Regions from separate parts of the Gossypium hirsutum genome. Here region 2 is linked to region 1. A link is a contact called in public Hi-C data. All regions are on one chromosome and are shown on one strand. The core of a region is the stretch at or near the end of the contact, and the rest is flanking DNA. Distances in the headings are between cores, read along the strand shown. Region 1 holds the start of LOC107909381 (probable protein phosphatase 2C 80). Region 2 holds the start of LOC107909364 (E3 ubiquitin-protein ligase RNF185).

Evidence for each region. A called contact is a pair of places that touch in the nucleus more often than the background predicts.
Region 2: a Hi-C map of leaf shows a contact between it and region 1, with 1.7 times the contacts expected there. The contact joins the promoter of LOC107909364 here to the promoter of LOC107909381 in region 1. A contact is called at or near these places in 2 of 34 Hi-C or Micro-C datasets (both in leaf).

Annotation. Positions count from the first base shown.
Region 1 is chrD03:1,230,840-1,235,584 of Gossypium_hirsutum_v2.1, reverse strand. It overlaps LOC107909381 (probable protein phosphatase 2C 80), which reads right to left and starts at 1,779. Exons shown (of 6, transcript XM_041089551.1): 1 at 1,514-1,779; 2 at 647-1,094; 3 at 206-571; 4 at 1-95. The coding sequence starts at 561.
Region 2 is chrD03:1,397,155-1,402,413 of Gossypium_hirsutum_v2.1, reverse strand. LOC107909364 (E3 ubiquitin-protein ligase RNF185) reads right to left here and starts at 3,699. Exons shown (of 2, transcript XM_016836851.2): 1 at 3,485-3,699; 2 at 2,143-3,040. The coding sequence starts at 3,038. The coding sequence ends at 2,349.

The DNA of each region.
Region 1 (4,745 bases), core at 530-3,029:
AGTGCGCGTCCTCCCCTCCCTTTTCTACCTTAGAGGGATGGGGGAGATAACATGACCCGGAAACAAGTGTCAATGTTCGCTCGCTCGGAATAGCTCTGAAATCAACACCAAATGACCAAAATGTGGAAATTGAGTACAAGCATAGATAGCCAGTGTCGGAAATGTTTAAAGCATATAGTAGGGTAAATACAAGATGAGGACATACCGTTGAGGCAAACTTGTGGTTTGGTCATCACTAGAACTGCCATCAAATGACACATCGTGGACGGCCCTAGAAGAGGAACATGGCAAAGGCGAAGTGCGAATACTTTTAATCCTTGGACCAAAAGAAGGATTATATTTGGAATTTCTCGACATTGTGGGAGAAACATAGTGTCCACAAACAAAGAGGGGTTGTTCTTGCTTTCTCAAAACCATACCAGCTTTTTGGCAACTGATATGGCTTCGATCAGCAAAATAAACCCCTTTAGGTTTCAAAAACTCAAAGCCATTCCCGCAACTCGACACTAACTCGTCCACATAAACATCTCCAAAAACAACCTTGGAACCAGACACAGCCATAGTTTTTGCCCTGTTACAAAGATGGATTAGAATAAAACCTAGTATCGGATATCTAATCACTCGGAATAAGGAACAAGAGACTAACACAACAACCCTTAAATTCCAAAACAACAACAATTACTGTCTTGTTGAGGGTCGGTCGGCTCCTTTGGAAGAAGTCTTCAAAGTATCGTCTGCTGAGCAACCGACCCGACTCCCAACAACCTAAGGTATTGTCCCTGACGAGAGTTTTGTCTCTCGTGCTCTGCCCCAAACCAGCTTGCCATGAGCAACTATCTTGAGAGCTTGGTTCACAAAGCCAAGGGCACCTTGACCATACGTAGGTGTATGGCCACCCACCCACCAAGGGCGACGCTCATGGTCGTACACTCATGTACAGTCAAGGCACCCCCCTCCGCAGCCGCTCAAGAAACACTAGCTCTCCGCAGAAGCTGGGGACAAAATCCTCTCCCGAGGACAATACCTTCTGTTGTTAGTGGTCCATTCGGCTGGCTGGCGGACGACACTTAGGAGCCGACCGAACCTCAACATGTCTAAACAGTGAAAACAGTTTAATTACACAACTGGTTCCTGCAATTGTCCTTCAAAGACTAATACATAACATATCAACAATTAATACTAATTCTACTCCAATGAAGCTTATTTCTTTCAAGTTTCAACACATAGAACAGTTAAAAACTGGAAATTTCACCATTTATGGATGATAAAAATGCAGATTTATTTACTTCTAATATCCAGTAATTACATTTCAATGTATGGTCCCTAATAAAAAGAAAACAAAACAAAGCATAGCTTAAGTTTAATGATCCCATTTCAAAGCTTAAAGCTTTCTGCAAAACAATATGAAAACAAAATATGGGTAATTGTAAATAAAATTCACAAAAATTGAAACTTTTCGCAAATACCCAACAACCCAAACGCGAAAAAGGATTGAAAAATAGTAAAATTGAACCTGTTCAAGAAGCTTTGTAGCGTTTAATCTGCTAATATTCGATGCCAGAGGAACCTTAGGTAAATGCTATTATCGAATCAGTAAAAAAATCGTAGAGCGAAAACAAACAATCGAGGGTGAACGAAAAGAGAAAAGATCTGAAAGCTAAATTGGGTCTTTTTCCCGGATTGACGATCCGAAAGATGACCCGGATCCGACTCGAATATCTCCGGAGCTTCTTCTCTCCCTCTTTTCCCTCTCCCTCTTTGGCTTTATTTACAAAGAGAGAGGATAATGAAGGTGATATAGTCTTTTTTATATCGGTCTAATTCTAGTTTTGGTCCTTTTATTATGTTGGAATTTGAAATTTAGTCATTTGAGGGGTCAATAAATTTTTGAGGGGTCGGAATTAGTTGTATGTTTTTATGAGAGTTAAAATATAAATTCACCATTTTAAGAGTTGGTATATTTATAATCTTTTAAATGACTAAATGAAAGTTTTATCATTTTAGGAGCTAAAGTATAATTTTATCATGTACTAATTAAAAATTTTATGAAATTTAAAGGATCAAAACAAAAATTTTCATTTTAGGGGTCAAAACCATAATTTGACCTTTTGATATCAACTCCCATATATTGTTTGTGATAAAAAAATATTTAATTTTTGATAACTTTTCTGAATTTGATCCCTAAACTTGGATTTCGCTAAGGCATAATCACATTGCATACAGGGATTATGTCACATGATCATACCTTAACGAGATTCATGTTTAGGAACCAAAATGGGGAAAAAAATCTATCAAGTTTAGAGACTAACGTGGACAAAAAAAAAATTAGAGACCAAAGTGAAATTTTTTTATCAAATGTAAGGACTAAAGATTAATTTATCCCAATTATTTATTACCGAAATAACCCTCAAATTTTCCATTCGAGCATCAAATATATACCGTTTTCAAGGTTCCTATTCTTTGTTCAATTTTAAAGGAGCACCAATGCATGCATGTTGGTGACAATATCAAAGGATCTTTTTATGACAAAATCAATTAAAATAAAATAAAATCTATACAAAAATATGACAAAATTTATCAACTTTTTTGTCCATGTTCTTTTTGTGACCAAACATAAAAAAATCATGTTTAACTTCAAAAAAATATTTTTTAAAAAGGACAAAATTAAGAGTGTGGCTAGTGAAAATTTCGAGAATATATAAAATAAAAATTTTGTTGGTTAAATTAGTATGGATATTATTGTCAATGGAGGAAGATATGGGTTCGAGTGTGCTAAAGCGCATTATACTCCTGTTTACGGGTTGGAGAGGGGTATAAATAATTTTAGACACCGTATAAAAAAAACAGATATGATTAGAAATTGTATTGAAATTATTAAAAAATATTTAAAAAACAAAATCAAGGGTGTGGTTGGTGTAAATTTTGAGGATGTATAAAATGGAAATTTTGTTGATATGGGAATGGACAAATAACAGTAAGCTAGGATTAAAGATTACCACAAAAAAACAAAGGAAAAAAATAAAAATAAAAGAGAGAAGCTTAAAATTCTTATCCATTCTTATCTATTTTATGCTTCATAGAAATAAAATCAATTATGGACCATATATCTACAATCTACAAATTTACAAATTTATTCTATCTTCAATTTCTTTTGTTTTAGGGTAAGGATAAGTTGGATTCGGTTTTCGATTTTTTTTTTATTTTGGATTTTGGGTTTTTGTATTTTATTTTAACAAAAACGAGTTCTGTTTTTTGATTTTTTGGATATTATTTAGTGAAATTTCAAATTTTTAATAAATATTTTCAAAATTAGTTTTTTTTGGTAAATTATAATAATAAGACAAAAGTCGAACAACCAACGCGACTAGCATGACTCAAACTCAGGTCACACCTGATAAAACATAGTCGGTGGGAATGTTTGAAATCCAAAACCCATGAATGGATGCTTTTGCCTAAAAACAACCCATCATTGTTTAAGATCATTTCAATGTCTTTATATCTCCAAATTGGGTTTTGTTTGGGCCCTTTGATGGATCCCAAATGGGCCTTTACCATTTATTATCATTAGGTTAGGTAAAGAAATTAAAAATCGATTTGAACAATAGTATTTGGTAGGCCTTTTTAAGATTTGTTTAGTGCACTAAATTTTGTAGGTACTTCAAGTTCGTACAATTTAAGTTCTACATTGGACATGTTAACCATCACGGGAGATTCAAGTAACCCATTTTCCATCGATTGAGTCTTATTTCGATTGGAATGTATATTATTGTACTGTTGTCAATACAGGAGGACGTGGGTTCGAGTGTACTAAAGTGCATTATCCTCCTATTTATGGGTAGGGGAAAAGAGGCTACGAATAATTCTAAGCATTGTATAAAAAAAATATAAATTAGAACCAATAATAAGAGTCTACCCACCCCTTTTTTGTGTTAATCTCTCTTTAATTTGTATAGCTAGATCTTTTTCTCTTAAAGAGAGATAATTATCAAGTTCTCTATTTTCTTTTAAATTAGACATTGGTTTGTTGGTTCTACGAAAACTCCTATCTTGAGGCCCAGTTTCAACATATTGACTCACTACTTCCCCTACACTATAAATTTTCTTTAATATTGGGGTAGGATGTTCTCTAATATTGAGGTAGAAGGTTGGACTGATTTGTAATCTAAAAACACTGAATAGTTAGTGTGGTGGATGTTTTTAGTTAGACCTAATCATGAGCTGGGTCACCTGTTCAAGGCTCAAACGTCGCTCGAAAAATAGAAGGGTTTGGGCAAAAATAAAAGTCCGAAAAATGGGCTTGGATAAAAAATAAGTTTCGTTTTCTAAACGGATTGAGCCTCGGTAGGATTTTTTTGGTCCGGGCACGGCCCGAATCAACCTAAACTTTTTTGTTGCCATTTCTCTATTATATTGCTACTATTTGTTGTTATTGTTTAGATATTATATAACTGTTATTTTATTGTTAATTTTGTTACTGTTTTAGATGGATTTATTTACTAAGTTGCAATTATCTTAGTATTATTTAAGTATAAAGAAATTTTTTATTTATTTTTAATTTGTTGAGAAACATTTATCTTAATTTTTTTAGTGTATTTGATGTATTATATTTTTTTAATTTTGTTTTATATAAAAAATTAATACGCACTAGTCGAGCTTGAGTTTAGCATTTTTAATTTAGGTCGGGCTTTGATAAAGTTTTAAGCCCAGTTTTTGGGTCAAGCTCAGGCCTAAAAAATAATCCTAGA
Region 2 (5,259 bases), core at 2,450-4,949, 160 kb before region 1:
TAATAAAGATACATGCATATACGACATTACATGGAAAGATATAATGTCTTGTTCCAATGTGAACCAGTTTACTCTTTTGGTCAAGTATTGTGACAGAACACTTAGTTATTGAAGCTTCATAGAAGCTTAGCACTGCAATGAAATTAGTTCAAAACAATAAATGCGAAGGAACATCATCTATAATAAAATTTACAAGTGGAACGAAGGTTGAGTGCTGAGCATTAAGGTGTGCATATTATCTTGTTAGAATCAGATCGAATCAGTTGAAGCAGAAACAGGTCATTGAAACGAGTTTTGAGTGAATTGCTAAAAGCAGTTGAGTTGAGCTAAAAAACTGGTTGAATAAGCGGTTTAGTTGGTTTTTTTCTTCTTGTTTTTTATACAATGATAACTTAAACCCTCAATGTTTACATATTTTGTTAATTTGACTTTTTCTTAGCTAAATTTGGTCATTAATCTTTTGAAAAGAATTAAATCATTTTTTTTTACAAAAATATTGACTAAAACATTAATTTTTTTATGATATTGGCGTGACAATTCATGTGACAATACATGTGTACTTCATGTTGACATACGCTATTTGTCTTATACGCCACATTAAAATTTATAAAAATATTCAAAAAAAAATTTTAAAAATTTCAAAACTCAATTAAAAAAGTTCGTAAAAATTCAAAAAAATAGCATGAACTACGAATTGTCATGTTTAAAAATTTAATGCTTTATTTGATATGTCTGTTAAAAACATCAGTTCAACTCTTCTCTAAAAACTAACAAATCGTGACAACAAGATTACTACCACTAGTTACTCAAAACATCCAACAATCATGTCCCTTTACGTGGCATTTCCAACCTCGATGAACCAATCATACCCTCCGACTCCTATCCTTGTCTTCAACTCTTTTACTTCAAACTCTCACTTTAAGACTCTCAGCCCATCGAGTGAATTGTCTTACAAGTCCCCATCCTCCTCAATCCATCAACTCTTTTACTTCAAACCCTCACTTTACGACTCTCAACCCACCGAGTGAACTGTTTTACAAGTCCCATCCTCCTCAGCCTATCAATAGATATGTCGGTTAGCTGAGGAGGAAAAGAACCAAGGGTTGCCTTGTTCTAAAGTTAAGAAAGATTAATCTAAAATAAATAAAAAAAGAAAAAAATGGAAATAATAAGACATTTTTCAGTTGAAAACTTATGGTCCAAGAAAGCATATAACCCTTTGATGAAGGCAATTAAGACCTAAAACGCAGGGTACAAAATTCATTCATATTCCATCATGTGGTAGGAGCAATTACTTTTCTTGAGTTTAATTGCATGATCAAACCAGAAGTACCCTATGACCAAGTTTCCATGGTATGATTAATGAATCCCCTACCCTACCATGTGGTACAAAACAAAAGGCATTATCTTTCCCATGTGTTAACATCAGAACCATCCAATCAATGTAATTGGTTCAACAAATAATGTGGTAAAAGTATCATATAAACCCCTATAATAGGAGAAAGTTTGTATTTTGACACTTCTATTAAAAAATGAGTAAATTAGTCCATGTATATTAGATCAAAGAATAAATTAATTTTTCTATTAAAAATTTCATCCATTTCTATTGCTAAAAACTGATCCCTAAATGTTAGCATAAAATACACGTGGCACACTAAGTGTTATTGTCTAGTTATTCTATTAACCACACCAATTTTTAACAATACAAAAAGATGAAATTTTTAATAGAAATGACCAATCTTTTCTTTGATTTAAGATACATTGACTAATTCGCTCATTTTTTAGTAGAGAGAGTAAAATACAATTTAACTCCTAGTTCAGTGACCTCTATGGTATTTTCACCCAAATAGTGTTCAAAACTATCATTCAATAGCATGTTCCTATAGACAAAGCACCAAATGGAGCCTACATATGAACTTGTGTTTGTATATTTTAACACAAACTCGTGTTCCATATGGTTATGTAATAAAAATCCAAAGATGTTCAATAATTTAGCTTATGGGAGACGTATATAGCTATTACCACCATGATTGGATCACCCAGAAAAAGCAAAGAAATAAGAAAACAGCTGTTCTCTTTTTATGGTTCTAACATGATTGACACCAAATGACCATTCAAGAATCAACACAATGTTTCTATGTATAGGGGGGAAACGAGCTAATTCCTTTTTTTATTTTGAAAAGAACGAATTAAGACGAGTGTAAGTTGTTCCTGAAGCTACAAATGGCAAAGTATTATATTGACAACTTCTTCTCGAGCTAAAACAGAATCGTCGATTCGGCTATAAGCATATATATACAGACACTAGATAACCAAGCTTTGTCTGAGCTGAAGCGGTTATACCTATTTCACCAATATAGCAGAGCAAGGACTACGAAGACCCCAATCAATAAAAGAAGATTCTTCAACACATTATCTGCTTGCTGTCCTCGAGTGGTTGGCGGCTGGGGAAACCAATGAGGATGACCGCCATGAACCGTATTGTACCCAAAAGGGAACCCCGAAGTTGTTCCGTACACAGTAGCATCTGGGAATCCATGGGACTGGATGTTAAACAATGATGGCAATAAGCCTCCAAATCCCATTGTGAAGTTACCGATCCTGGTGGTTGCCATTGGAACAAAACCTCCCATTAGTCCAAACCCGTAATTGCCAAATGGATTGGCTTCTGGGGGAGGAGGAGGAGGAGCGGTTGCTGGTCTTTGCCCTGTGGGACGGTTAGGGATTTCCATGCCGGGATACAATTTTGAACGTGGATCAGTATGGTTTTTGCCCCTACCGTAAAGTGGAACAAGTTTTTCCTCTTGTATGAGGGCTTTGCAAACAGGGCATTCATGGCAATGACAGTGATGGTGTAACCATCTGTATAGACACGGCCAACAAAAGAGGTGACCGCAAAGAGTGACGATCGGGTCTTGAGCTAACTCGAAGCAGATATTGCATTCAAAACCACCGGCATCGTTAGCATTATCAGTACTACCCGAGCAAGGCGGACTTGGGGGTGGTCTGCTTGTTGATTCCCCAAAACCGCTCGCCATTCCTTAATTCACGCAACACAATAAATCAAAACAATAAAAATCCAAAAACATAATTTAAAGGGGAAAATAAGAAATCTAAAATTCAATGGAATCAAAGATTACAACTTTCAAATTCAATCAACCAAACACACACCCAATTCCTAATTTTTTACCCAAAAATAAAAACCCAGAAAACTCGAAATGAAACTAACACCATAACGATTGAAATCCAAAAAAAAAAAATTGAATCTATTTTAACAATAGTTCATCAAATTGTGCCATAAACGACATTAATTATAAACCAAACAACACCATTTTATTAATCCAACAAAAGAAAAGAAACCCTAACCTAAATTCAGAAGAAGACAACAAATTCAAATCATAATCAATTAAACCCAGTAAAAAAAATCTAAAAACAAGATCTTAGACGTAATACATAATCCAAATTGGATAAAAATAAAACTAACCTGGGTATTGAAGGAACTGATTGGATCAATATTTTTTAATTATTTTTGTTTATTTTTCTAGGGAAAGTTGGGCAAATTTAGGGAAGAATCGAGGGTTTTCAAATTTCTACATAATTTATTATTTATATATTTTTTAATAAATTGTAAATTGCAAAGCAGAAAATAAGTAATTGGGCAGTGGGGGAAACGTTGTTTCTCACCTACTTTCCAAGCTTGACTAATTACTTTGACATGCGAATATATATAGGTTAAAATATGCTACAAGTCCCTGTATTTTACCTACATTTGGAATTTAGTCATTATACTTTTATTTCAGATATTCAATTTCTCTATTTTTTAGATTTAAAAATTCAAGTCTAATTAATAACATCGTTAGTTTTTTGTTAAATTTTTCAGTATGACATTTTGAAATTAAAAAAATCATTTGATGGCTATGTAAATAAAAAAAATGGGTTATAATGGATTTGTATTTAATAAAAGAATTTTAATGTGTTGATGATTGGATTTGTATCTTTAAATTTAAAAAATAGATAGACTAAATTTTTAGAAATAAAAATAGAGAGACTAAATTCTAAATTTATGAAGAGTACAAGGACTTATAACATATTTTAACAAAAAGTATTCTGCTCACATGGCACAATATTAGAGTGCTATATCATGACCTAAATTTTTTTTTGAAAACTTGTAGTTTTTATGTGATGACATGACAATTTTAGAATGTCATGTCCTTACAAAGACCAAATCTCGCAAAAATTCTTTAGTTTAGAGACTAACGTGGACCAAAGAAAAAGATAGGAACTAAGTTGAGGGACTAAATGCTACCTTATCCAAAAAAAAAATGTAGCTAGTTCCACCTTGGTTTCGACTAGATCAACTAGTGTGCACAATTCCAAAAGTAAGCTGGCACAGCAAATTCTCTTTTTCGCATCCATGAAAATTTCAATCTATACCAATCGCGTCGGTTGAAACATTTTACTTTAGTTGGTGCATGAATAATATTAAAAAAATTTAAGTTACTAACTTGTAAACGATAGATTTTTATTTGTGAAGCATGTGGATGAGTATTTTATATAATCGATATATTTTATATTTTAAATTTATTTAATCTTATTCATTTGATATTTGTAAATATTTTTATATACATATATTAAATATTTTCAAAAATATCAATAAATCTAAAAAGGTGCACTAATACAAACCAGTATCTATATGTACTAGTTCTAGTAAAAAAGCGGTGTCCATTGATGCAATTCTGAATACCTTGATATCAATATCCTCCTTTATGAATTGTCCGATTGTGAAGAAGGTTAATCCCAACAATGCAATTTGAACCAATTCTTCTTCTTCTTTTTTTTCCAAAAGTTATAAATATATCAACGGTCTTGAATCAATCATTATAAGTACTAAAGTGAATATTTAATTCAATAACTAACTCAATTCAAAATAACTAATTATAATAAATTTGGAGGAAAACCTACATATTTACAAAATGTAGGGCTCGAACCTAAAACCTCAAAATTTCTTAAATCTTAATCTTACTATTAAGCCAAAATCTGGCCAAAATACTTAGGAAGTAAATTTTATTTAGACTAAACTACACTCAAGGTCATTAAATTATTAGTAATTTTATGTTTTGGCCACTCAAATTTAAAGAGTTAAAAAATGGTTACTAAAATATTTGAAGGTTTTATTTAAGTTATTAGGTTATTAAGTTTTTTTTAAGTATTAAGTTTTTTTTAAGTCCGACTAGCAAGCTCCAAGTGACAATTCGACGA